Regions from separate parts of the Gossypium hirsutum genome. Here region 1 is linked to region 2. A link is a contact called in public Hi-C data. All regions are on one chromosome and are shown on one strand. Each heading gives the region's core, a stretch centred on a gene start, on an enhancer-like site or on the middle of the called end of the contact. The rest is flanking DNA. Distances are from core to core; before and after follow the strand shown.

Region 1 (6,680 bases), core at 1,500-3,999, 560 kb before region 2:
GTGCAGAAGCTAAATGTATGGCTATGGTTCAAGATGTCTGTGAGCTTTAGTGGTTGTAGATAATATTGGAAGAAATAAAATTATCAAAAGAAGATATATTATTCATATTCTGTGACAACATGATAGAACCAAACACATTGAAATTGATCGACAATTTATTAAAGAAAAATTAATTGATGGTGCCTTAAGCTTATTTCATTTGACATCCAACAAACAACTATCCAAAATATTTACCAAAAGTCTTAACAACAAGATTTATCATAATTTGATCCACAAGTTGGGCATGTGTGATATCTATATACCAACTTGAGAAGGAGTGTTGACTAATTAGCATGAAATTAGTGTATATAGCAGATTCTTAGGGATGTAGACAGATTCTTTGGGGTGTAATTAACCTTTAGGGATTCTGTTTCCTCCTTCGTAATTATTGTATATACAAAACCATGTATTTTTTCAATGAAAGTATTAACAAGAAGTAAAATTTCATATTTCAACTACCATTTCTCTGTTTTTAACAGATTAGGTTCCAGACGCGCAAATCTAGAACTTAATATGTCGCTCTTCTCTAATAGCTGTCTATTCATGACAAAAAGGCATCCTAACTCAAAAAAATTAGGTTTAAAGTCATTCCTTGTTCCTTATTTTTCTTCATCATTATAATACAGATTCTCCCTAGACGAATCTATGACACATTAAATCTGGTTAAAATCTCTAATCAATCAAAACAATAGCATTAACACGCCAAACTGACATTTAAAATTTGAAGCATTATAAATAGAAAAAAATAAACAAAAAAGAAGGCAAACAAACCTTACATGCAGCACATAAATCATTTTCAGAGCTTGACAATTGTGACAATGGAAGCGTAGCATTTATGCAAGAAACTCTCTTAAATCCCTCCCTCTTCCCAGCAATTCTTTCCTTTAGCGCAACAAATTCACGTTCCGCCAAGTACCTTTTATGATCCTAATACTTGAAAAGGACAAAATACCATAATAAAAGGGGAATAGAAACAGAAAAAAGAAAAAAATTACTATCCTTCAAGAGACATTTTTCTTTCTTTTCAAGTTTCCTTATAACTAAAACAATGCTGCAGTAAAAGGTATAAAACTAGTTCTCACACAACAATAGAAAATCTAAACAATCATATCAGTTCAAGAACTGCTTGCTGCACAAAAAATGCAAGAGTGTAGAAGCAAGAATCTAACAGCTTTGAAAGGGTTAGTCTTTTGCCTGAAAACCACTTCCATTTCTCTCCCTCAACGATAAAAAAAACAGGGATTAACTCTACTACTTTTTGCCTAAATCCATAACCAACTTTGACCAAAACGTTTTTTCGACAAAAGCCACTCAAAGAAGGAAAATATCAATATGACCCACATTCATAATGCCCAAGAACTTGCAAACAAAATACATCTAGAGAACCAAAAATGTAGTCTCCCCAGAGCACATCCTGTCCATGAGTATCCAGTGTTAATGGAGGAAAGCCATAGATGAAACTGTCTACGCCTAGAGCCTTGTTAGTACAATTACAAAGAGTTTCAAACATGCAAAGGGCCTCTCTATCAGCTGGAAGACCAATTTATTGACATATCGGTAATAATTAGACGAAACGAAAACCATAGAGTACGTTTAATCTCTAGGCAGCTAGAAGATGTCTATGGATGGAAAAGTCTTGGACATTTAACCCATTACATGCATAGCTCTGCATGTTTTGCTCGGAAATTTCTTCTATGATAAGATTAACCAATAATCATAGTTCTTAAATGGTCTTTTTATGATTTTACCAGTTTCCTCAAACAAGCACGTTTGCGTACAAAAGAAATTAGACAGACTCAGGCGACAATTCCCAGTCCCAAGGATTTTTCAAATGAAACTCTAAAACCAGGCACTTTACACTCCGGAGGACCTCTATTAATGGCAAATTTAAAACGGCAATGACAAAAAGGAACCAAAATTTCTATATTCGAGCTAACACGAAACTCCCTCTTCACTAACATCAATATCTACAATCCTCTAAAACTTCGATAACTTCTAAAATGCCCTAAACAAATTACTATGAAATCGTTCATCAAACAATTAACATTCAGGCGTTGACCTTTTTTATGCCTCTCCAGTGAAAAAAAAAAAGCAACCCATTAATTCTTTTTTCTTTTTCCTTCTTTATTTTGAAAACCAAATGAAAGAAATAAAGTCTCACATGGATGCCATAGGAGGAAGCCTGGAAGTCATAGAAGGAGCGAACACGGAGGCAAGCGGCTGCCCAAAGCTGGTCCTCCTCCGACGCTTCAGCAACAGCTAGCGAAGACTTGTCAAGAGGAATGGAATGCTGACGATTGTGAGTGGTGGTGGTAGCTGCCACTGGCAGAAACCGGATACGGCGACAGGATTGGTGGCCGGAAGAGAGTGAAATGGTAAAACAATGTGAAGAAAACGAAGGAGAAGAAGAGGAAGGAGAAGAAGGCGGAGGTAACGAGAAGAGGAGTGCCATCTTTGAAATAAGAAATGTGATGGGGTTATCCTTTGCTATATTTGGTGTGACATACTAAGAAATCAGAATCAAAAGCTCAAAAGGATAATGGAATATATTAGACTTTATAGTTTTTCAGGTTCTTTTCGCACTGCTAGACACGATTGGCTCCAGCTTTTCCAAGTCATCTGGAAAATTTTGAAGGATACGTATATCCATCCTTACGACTGGGCTCAAAATCATAGTTAAAGTTTAAAAGCTGAGCTCCGACTGATGGCCATAATAAATGATCAACCTTTAGCCCATTTTTTATTTTGGGTCATCCCATATGTAGCTAACATTATAGAAATAGAAGCCGAATTTTGTTTTTGTTCGAAGTTTCAAACCTCACTGAAAATGTAAACATTACAGTATCGCTAGGCACTAGGCCTAGAATTGCTTATGGGCCAGACCACCCAGCCCGAAAGTCTGCTTAAAAAGTGATAAGATTTGGGTAAAAAAATATGTCCGAAAAATAGGTTTGGGCAAAAAAATAAAGCCTGTTTAGAAAATGAGTCAACCATCGGGTAAGGCTTTTTTGGTCCGGGCTCAGCCCGGCCCGAATATGCAAAAAAAATAAACTGTAGTTTTTTTTTTTGCTGTTTTTAATATTATTTTGTTATTTTTTTGTTGTTTTTTTCATTATTTTGCTTCCATTTCACTATTATGTTATTACTATTTTGTTGTTATTGTATAATTTTTGTTCTATTGTTAATTTTGTTATTATTTTAAAGGCATTTGGTTGTTAAGTTGCACCTATCTTAGTGTTATTTAAGTACACATATTTTTTTAAAATTTATTTTCAATTTGTTGGGAAAATTTTATTTTAATATTTTTAGTATTTTTTATATATTATATTTTTAAAAATATATATAAAAATGTTAATACGGGATGGACTGAGCCCGGGTTTTAACATTTTTATTTAGGTTGGGTTTAAGGCGTTACTCACCAAAGCACCTGTGTTGATACAACCAGAACCTTGAAAAGACTTTGTGGTCTACAATGATGCCTCGCACATGGAACTTGGTTATGTGCTAATGCAGGAAGGAATGGTGGTGGCTTATGCCTCGAGACAACTGAAGCCTTATGAATGAAACTACCCAACCCATGATCTGGGTTCAACAGCAGTGGTGTTCGCACTTAAGATTTGGCGACACTACTTATATGGTGAACGATGAACCATCTACACTAAACATAAAAGCCTCAAGTATTTGCTTACGAGGAAGGAATTAAACTTGCAACAAAGATGGTGAATAAAACTACTAAAGGACTATGATTGTGTGATAGAACTTCACCCTAAAAAGGTAAATGTGGTCGTAAATGCTTTAAGTAGAAAGTCAATGAGTGAGTTGAGAGCTCTATTTGTGCGATTGAATGTAACAAGTGATGGGGGACTGCTCATAGAACTGCAAGTAAGACAAACCCTATCACAACAAATCAAGAAGAGGCAAACCACAAATGAAATCTTGGCGAAGAGGGTTCGCTAACTAGAACAAGAAATACATAGGGACTTCGCACTAAATACAGAAGGGATACTCTATTTTCGTGGAAGACTATGCGTACCTTGTGGCAAAGAGCTTCGACTTGCGATCCATAGTGAAGCTCGTAGTAGTCCTTATACAATGCACCCAGGTAGTAACAAGATGTACCATGACTTCCGCGAACTGTATGGGTGACCTTGTTTGAAGCAAGCTATCACAGATTTTGTGGCGTAGTGCTTAGTTTGTCAAAAAGTAAAAGCAGAGCATCAATTCCCTTCAAGCTTGCTACAACAACTTAAAATCCCACAATGGAAGTGGGAAAGGATCCCCATGGACTTTGTTTCAGACTTTCCCCTGACTTCGACAAAGAAAGATGATATGTGGGTGATTGCGGATTACCTTACGAAGAGTTCACAATTCTTAGTAGTTCGCACCACTTATACTTTGAAAAAGCTGGCAGAGATTACATTGTAGAAATAGTGTGACTCCATGGCATACCAGTTTCCATTACCTCTAATTGAGATCCTTGATTCACTTCAAGATTTTAGAAAATTCTGTAAGAAGCCTTGGTGTAACACCCCTAACCCGTATCCATCTCCAAGATAGGGTTACAGAGCATTACCGAAAATTCATAACTTAAAACATTCGATTCAAAATATTTCATAAATCATGGCAATTAATAGTCAATCACATTCATAACGTCCCTTATTCGAGCCCTCGAGGCCTTAGAAACACATTAGAAATGATTCAGGACTAAACCGGAATCATATAGAATTTCATGGAAAAAGATGGAATTTTTTACACTGTAGGGGTCACACGGCCGTGTGCTAGGCTATGTAACTGCCTGACTTGCAACCCTTTGAAACCTACAATGGACAAAGGGTCATGTCGCATGGCCGTGTGTCACACACGGCTGAGACACACGCTCGTGTCTTAGGTCATGCGGTCAAGAAATAGGCCATTTTCAAGCCATTTCCTCCACCCAAATCATGCGCACACATACAAGTCATTTTCACCCATTTCAAGCATTAAAAATGTACCTAAAACATGCATAATCAAACTAGATCAATATGGTACTTATTCATACAACAAATATGCCAAAAGGCACCTTAATTCACATAACATCAAATATACTTAAACATAAGCATAACTTAGCCATTTATCAACTCAACATTTGCAACCTAATTCCATACCAAATCCTACCATAATGGCCACATACCAAGATCACATTCAAGCATACCAAAAGACCCATTCAAAACATATAATCACTAACCATTTCAACATTAGCCAACAAGCACCAAAATGCCAAAAAGTGATAGTGTGATAGGTCTCCGACGATCTTCCAACCTGAACGAGCTTCCGATTAACTATAAAACATAGAAAAAGAACACAAAGTAAGCATATAATGCTTAGTAAGTTCATAAATCATAAACAATGATTACCATTTTAATGCGTAAGCTTAAAAATAAATATGAATCAATCCAACTCAAGCTTGGCACAAGCCTAAGCATCACCAACTACACAAATTAGTGTTTAATCACATAACTTAACAATATCATCACATGATAAGATAGATTTCATAAACATAATTCACATAAACTTAATTATGAATATACATACTTCATACATTTCAAAAATATCAAAGGGAATTTCATTGAACCCTTACCGAAGCTTACACAAAGTGTGCTAAACGATTGTCGAAACCATCCCTTTTCATATTCGATGGTTGTCACCATTGGAACGACGGAAATGTGCAAGTGTACACAATCACAAAAAGTAATAAAGTGACAAGTAAATGTCGAGTTATTGTACCCACAGAGACTGTGAAAAGAATTATTTATGAATGCAATTAAAAACACTTTGGTGAAGAAAAATATTTTGATTTAAGGAGGTTATTAAAAACTAAGATTTTTAACTAAGTAAGATAAATAAAAATAAAATAAAAGTTCAAATGCACGATTTTAAAAGATTATTTTAATCAAGATGACATAATTGTGCTAGATTAATTATATTTCTCAACTTAGAGTTATTAAAATCATGTTTATGTTTTTACGAATAAATTCACGGCAATACGGTAATTTGCTAACTTATGAACATACTTACCTACCAAATCCATTTATCTCTTGACTATATCTCTATGTCAATTCAACTGATTAAACAAATTTTAATAAGCAAATGTGTTAATGCATATACATACTTATGAAATTAAAATAATCTCTTGTACATATCTCTATGCCAATTCAAAAAATTAATTCAATCTCATAAGCACATAAAAAATTACGTGAGGTAGCAATATATTTTTACCTTAAAACAATTTAATCACATAATCTTGCAAGTTATGCAAGGCTAATGTATCGTTAGATACCGTTGCTAATTTAACCCTCAGCTACCTTAGATGATTAAACATGCACTGATTAAGTATCGTGTCAATTAATTACAATTTCAATCCGTTTAAATAACTAATTCATTAGTTGCCTTACAATTGTAATGCAAGAATAATTTAGTTAAGGTTTTACTTAATCAAACATCTTACCGATGCCTATAACAACACAAATACATTTTTAATAACTCAAGTAGATGAAATGCAATCAACCTAACACGAATTAAATTTAAGCCATATTAATTAAGTTAAACATATAAACATCAAAAATATTCATAGACATGTTCATAACAACAACAATAAAATTAAA
Region 2 (6,674 bases), core at 3,492-5,991:
ACTGTTTAAGATGTAGAGGTCGATTATGTGTTTCGAGAAATTTAGAGTTGATTTAGATGATTTTGAATGACGCACATAGTAGTCGTTTATCTGTTCATTCGGGAAGCACGAAAATGTATAATGATTTGAAATAGCTCTATTGGTGGCATGGCATGAAGCGTGATATTTTGAAATTTGTTTCGAAATTTGTTTCGAAATGTTTAATCTGTCAGCAAGTCAAAGCTAAGCATCAAGTACCGTTTGGGTTACTACAGCTGATCATGATTCCCGAGTGGAAATGGGATATAATCACGATGGATTTTGTATCGGGTTTGCCTCTATCACCGAGTAAGAAAGATGTGATCTAGGTAATTTTCAATAGACTGACTAAGTCGACTCATTTCTTTTCGATATGCACAAATTATTCACTTCATAAGTTAGTTGAGATATATATCTCTCAGGTTGTGAGGTTGCATGGAGTACCTATGTCTATTGTTTCAAATAGGGATCCGAGATTCACATCGCGCTTTTGGAAGAAATTGCAAGATGCATTGGTTACAAAGCTGCACTTTAGTACTGCTTTTCATCCACAGAAAGATGGTCAATCTGAACGAGTTATACAGATACTCGAGGATATGTTGAGATGTTGCATTATTGAGTTTAAAAGTACGTGGAAAATATTTGTCGTTGATTGAATTTACGTATAACAATAGTTTCCAATCGAGTACAAAGATAGCACCATACGAAGATCTATACAGTTGTAAGTGTCGAACACCATTGTACTGGACTGAATTAAGCGAGAATAAGATTCACGGGGTTGATCTATTTAGAGAGACAAAGGAAAAAGTGAAACTAATTTGTGATAATTTGAAAGCGGCGTCAGATCGACAGAAATCTTACGTAGATTTGAAACAAAAAGATATTGAGTTTCAGATCGGGATAAAGTGTTTTTAAAAGTATCACCATGGAAGAAAATAAATTGATTCGGTCGTAAAGGCAAATTAAGTCCGAGATTCATCGGACCATATAAAATTATCGAACGAGTTGGACCAGTAGCTTATCAATTAGCATTTACGTCTGAATTAGAAAAGATACATAATGTTTTTCATGTGTTGATCCTTTGACGATATCGATCTGACCCTTCAAATGTTATTTCCCCGACCGAAGTTGAGATTCAGTCAGATTTATCATACAGTAAAGAACCGATCCAAATTCTAACTCGTGAGATCAATGAGCTGAGAAATAAGAAAATTGCATCAGTGAAAGTATTATGGTACCGACACGGAGTAGAAGAAGCTACATGGGAATCCGAGGATGCTATGTGAAAGCAATATCCAAAACTATTCACTAGTAAGATTTTAGGGGACAAAAATCCCTAAAGGGGAGAGAGTTGTAACAGCCTGGTTTTAGTTAAACCGGAACAGTGGTTTTAGAACCATAAATCTGATGTCAGAAAATTATTTTAATATTATTTTTGATATTTACAGCATGTGATTATATATGTGTGAAAGTTTCGTAAAGAAATTTTACTGTTTGAATGCTTAATTCGATAAAAAGGACTAAATCGCGTAAAACGTAAAAGTTGTGTTCCATAAGCTAAAGGTGTCTAATAGATATAGAATATTAAAGTAAAGGTCCTTAAGTGGTAAATAGGCCATTTGTGAGTTAGTGGATGATAGTGGAGTGGCATTTGGTGTAATTACTAATAATTTTAATGGTAAAATAGTAAATACTAATAATTAACAAAGCTAAAATTTTGTCCATCTTTTCTTCCTTCGCCGAATATTGAAGAAGAAAGACACCATTGGTGAACACTTAGGGTTCGACACACACACAACTTGATTAAGGTAGGTTTGAGCTCGATTTTTTATAATTTTTACGTTTTTGAGATCGTTGTTTTGTGTTCTAGCTAGCCCATGCCCTAATTTTTGAATTGGTTGATGAATTTGTGAGTTTCCATTGATGATAGCTTGATGTTTTTGAATGTTGATGATGGAAAATGAATAATTGTTGATAGATTAATATGTTTTGTAAAGTGATTTTTAACAAAAATGTCAAATAGGGATTAAATTGTGAAATATGCAAATTGAGTGGTTGAAATGTGAAATAAATGAAGTTTTTGGGCTGATAGGGGCACTATATTAATTTGGCTAAGCTTGGATTATATTGAAGTGTGTGAATTTTGTGTATTTGTGAAATAGGGACTAAATTGAATAAATGTGAAACTTTAGGGGCTAAAGTGAAAAAATGTCCAATTAGGTATTTTTGGATGAAATTGAATGAATAGGTGATTAAATGAGTTAAATTTGAATTCATATAGATCAAAAAAAGAAAGAAATCAGATTTAGATCAGGAGAAATTGAAAGTTGACGAGTAGTTGACCCGATCCGTTCGTTTCCATACGAGGAAAGTTCATAAGTAAATAAATGTTTTTGAATTCAAATGTATATGTGTTATATGCTGCTGAATTGATTTAAATATAGATATATATTGTCGAATTGATTTGAGCATTGGATGACTGGTTTCGTGCATGAATTGATTTAATTACGAAGTCGAAAGTTCCGGATGAATCTTAGGAAATGTATAGGATACTAATGTCATGATATTAGGACTTCCGAGGTGTGATGTCATGTAAGACCCTATTTGGGACATTGGCATCGAAGTGAGAAAACGTGTAAGACCATGTCTGGGACATTATCATCGTATATGATTTGTATAAGACCCTGTCTGTGACAGTGGCATCGATATGCGTTAACATGTAAGACCATATCTGGGATATGACACTGTACGAGCTTTATATGACTTCCGTGTGTTCTTAACAATTCCTAATGTGAATTTGAGCTAAATGGTTCAGGTTTGTGTGAAGTTTATATTTTCATAAAATAATAAGGTAAGTTTACTACTTAATGGGATAATATGAATTTATATGAGACAGTTAAATGTATATGTGTTTGAGATTTATTTAAATTCGACCTAGTTGAATTGAATTATAAATATCATTGAGATGATTTATTTGCTTATGGCTTACTAAGCTTCCAAAGCTTACTTTGTGCATCCTTCCATTGTATTGTAGATATATAAAGCTAGCTCGAGCTCAGGGATCGTCAAGGATTATCGTCACACTATCAATCGCCCTTTTGGTATTTTAAAAGCTTGATATTATGACATATGCATGTATAAACTATGACAAATTTTGAATTGTATATAAGTTGCCATGCGAAATGGCTTGTTAGAGATACTAATTTTTATGTATATTCGGTCATGTTATAAGCTCTTTTGGGAAGTATGTTTCGAGGTATATATATGTATGATAATGTTGGTTATAAGATTCGGCTTGAGTAATGATTTAGTTGGTGGATGTGTTTTGTTATAATGTAATATGATTCGATGTATGTTAGTTGGTTCGAAATGTTAATAGTAGAATGGTTATGACTTGGTTAAATTTCAGTGTATGAATTATATTGTGAAATTAGTTTGCATGGAAAAGAAGTATGGTTTGTATATGAGATATGATTAGTAGACATGAATTTTGATAAATGACTGTGTTAGACTATGTTGTGTTAGGTAATGCCTCGTAACCCTAATTCGATGATGGATACGGGTTAAGAGTGTTACACCTCCTCTGTTTAATGTTGATTTGAATATGATGTTTTAACCTTACTGCATTACTTTTATTTTATTTTATTTTGATTAGAATATGGTTTTACACACTTATAAATAGACATAGTCTACTTCTCTTGTAATCATTCGAATTCGACATAGTGAATTATCTTCTCCTCTGCCCGTGATTTTTTCCGAAAGAGTTTCAACGTAAAAATCTGTATTCTTTATTTTTCTTTCTATTTCTTTGTGATACATTGTCATTATTGACGTTCAATTTTTTCACAATAAGGTAATTATCGAAACTGATTGTATGGTGGAAGTGGAGATGATTAAGGAGGGGCTGAAATTTGTGGCTATCAAATTCCAATTTGTGCACAGAAAAGGGAACATGGTTGCCAACTGGTTAGCAAGAACTTGTCCCTCAAATGAAGTGAATTTAGTTATGATCGATATTCCCTCGTTCCATGTTAGGAAATTACTTTTAGAAAATAAATTAGGAGATGTCAATGTAAGAATGATTTGAAAGAAGGCAATGTGATGCCTTCTCTTATTTATCAAAAAAAAATATTTTAAAAATTTTCAAGTAGATAATAATTGTTATTTATTTAATAATGTCTTTTAGACTAACATTACATGTGTCAAATAATTGAAAACTAATCCACCCTTACATGCCAAGTCATCCAAATTAAAGGCGAAATATTAACACCATCATGAATTGAAGATGCATGGAATTACTTCATTAAATTAGAGTAGAAGAATTGAAACAATATGGTTAAAAATTATAGTGGAAGCAAATTTCTGTTTCAACTAATTTAACTATGATGGATATTAATAAGATTTATAATATAAACTGCAAGATTTGAAATAATTTAATTCTTTACTTTAATAATTTAAGTAGTATTGGTTTTAAAATAAAAATCATTAACACATATGCAAAAAGTTTGTTTAGATACTTAGAAGAAAGTAAAAATAAAAGTTTGTTTGGATATTCCATAAATTTAAAAAGATAAAAGAAGTGTTAAATTGTTTATATATTATTATTTTTTAATTGTAGTACTAGAAGTAAAAAAAAAAAAAGAAATGATTATAAGTCTGCTACCCTGGCACGCCTTTGTCTGCCGCCACTGGCAAGAGTTTTTAGGTTTTTCATTATTTGTTTTTTCCTTGTTACTTTGCCCTTCGATATCTGTGGTCTGTGTAAGTCCTTCTCTTGCAACAGGAATTGTGACCCACAAAAGCTGAAAAAACTTTTACCTGCAAAGTATGGAGAATGAGTTAGCCCAATTGTCGATTAATGAAGAACAGGAGGAAATTATTCACATCCCAACAGATCCAAGTAAGGAAATTAGGGGTGAGACCACTCAACTAGTAGGATGTTTTCTCACAGCAAGCACGACCCACTTCCCAGCAATGAAAAGTACAATGGCGAATCTGTGGCCTCCGGTTAAGGGAGTACGAATCCGAGATCTGGGAGGAAAAAAGTATTTGTTTCAATTCTTTCACATCATGGAATGAACAGGGTTTTAAAAGGTTCCATCTGCTGGTCCTTTACAAATTGAAATTAGGGGAGGATCCGTTACATGTCTCCATTTCTGACACCTTTTTAGGTTCAGGTTCATGATGTCCCTATTGGCCTTTTTTCTGAAATCTTGGCTGCCCAGTTAGTTAGTTTCTTGGGGAACTTCATGGAACATGATGTATCATATCTGGGAAAAGAAAATAGGAATTTTATGAGAATTAGAGTTCAAATCGATATAAGGCGTCCTTTGAAAAGGAGGAAGAAAATATCTTTTGGTGGAAAATGTTCATACGTCACCTTCAAATATGAAGGTTTATCATTGTTATATTTCTATTGTGGGAGATTGGGGCATAATGGCTCATTTTACGAGGCAAAAATGAACCTTGGAGTGGAAATTACAGAAATGGGCTGGGAGATATCTATCAGAGCACAATCACGGAGGTCATTATCAATGAATAGTATCTGGCTAAGGGAGGAAGGAGATGGCGATAACGGAGGAACTGATGCAGAATTTGGAGGTTTCAGAATGGGCAAGAAGCACCCGAGGTGGAAAACAAAATATGGGAAATCTATTGATCCAGTTCTTGGCTTTAATTTGGAGGGAGGTTCATCATACCTGGTACGAGGAAAGGAGAATTTAACCCCTAATGCGATGGATCAGGATCTAGAAGATATAGCTCTAGTAGGGGAAGAGGGGAAAAAAAGGCCTGGAGGGAAAAATAAAGATCTAACAGGAAGAGAAGAGATGAGAAACATATTGGGAAATAGAAGAATGGTGGATCCTAATCATTTATCATCGGCGGCTACCAAATGGCAAGCTGACCAAACACAATGAAAATACTGAGTTGGAATGTCCATGGATTGGGGGGTCTCCGTACAGTTCGAAGGCTTCAGCATACGCTGAGGACTTATAATCCCCAAATTGTCTTCTTTATGGAGACTAAGCTTTGTAGAAATCGAATGGAAAGAATTAGACGTAGATGTGGATTTGGGAATGAAATTGATGTTGATTCGGAGGGCTCTAGAGGAGGTTTGTGTTTCGCATGGCGAAATGATATCAATGTTATGCTTCAGAATTTTTCTAAATGACATATTGACATGGTGGTGGTTAATGATGAAAGAGATATCAAATGGCGCTTTACTGGCTTTTATAGGACTCCATATGTGTAAGATAGAGAGGCTTCATGGACTATTTTGAAAAATCTCCATAAAGAGGAAGACACCCATTGGCTTGTCTGTAGAGATTTTAATGAAATAATGTTCGAATTCGAAAAAAAGGGAAGCTTGCCAAGAGATGAAAGAAGAATGAAGCTATTCCGAGAAGCTTTAGATTTTTGCCAACTATCCGACGTGGGATACTCTGGTAGACGATTCACTTGAGAGAGAGGAAACTTACTAGAAATGAACATTCAAGAGCGCCTGGACAGGGGTGTCGCTAATGAGAGTTGGATTTCCATGTTTCTTGAAGCAAGAGTTGAACACTTGGTAGTCTCTTATTCTGATCATTGTCCCATTTTCGTCAACACAAATAAGGAAGACCAACGGAAAAAAGCAAATCAATTCAAATTTGAAG

The links. Hi-C and Micro-C count contacts between places; a contact is called where the count stands out from the background.
Region 1: a contact with region 2 is called in a Hi-C map of leaf, with 2.2 times the contacts expected there. The contact joins the promoter of LOC121202947 here to the enhancer-like site in region 2. A contact is called at or near these places in 9 of 34 Hi-C or Micro-C datasets (callus, leaf and petal).

Annotation. Positions count from the first base shown.
Region 1 is chrD08:21,534,014-21,540,693 of Gossypium_hirsutum_v2.1, reverse strand. It overlaps LOC121202947, which reads right to left and starts at 2,749. Exons shown (of 5, transcript XM_041099225.1): 1 at 2,201-2,749; 2 at 811-966. The coding sequence starts at 2,491.
Region 2 is chrD08:20,972,213-20,978,886 of Gossypium_hirsutum_v2.1, reverse strand. No RefSeq gene overlaps it. Among protein-coding and RNA genes, the nearest start is that of LOC107907677, 83 kb to the left of the region's middle. Within about 2 kb of position 4,741, at least 8 of the 9 cell types and tissues checked have an H3K27ac peak or open chromatin away from gene starts, as enhancers often do. A contact at or near this core is called in leaf, where this site is marked.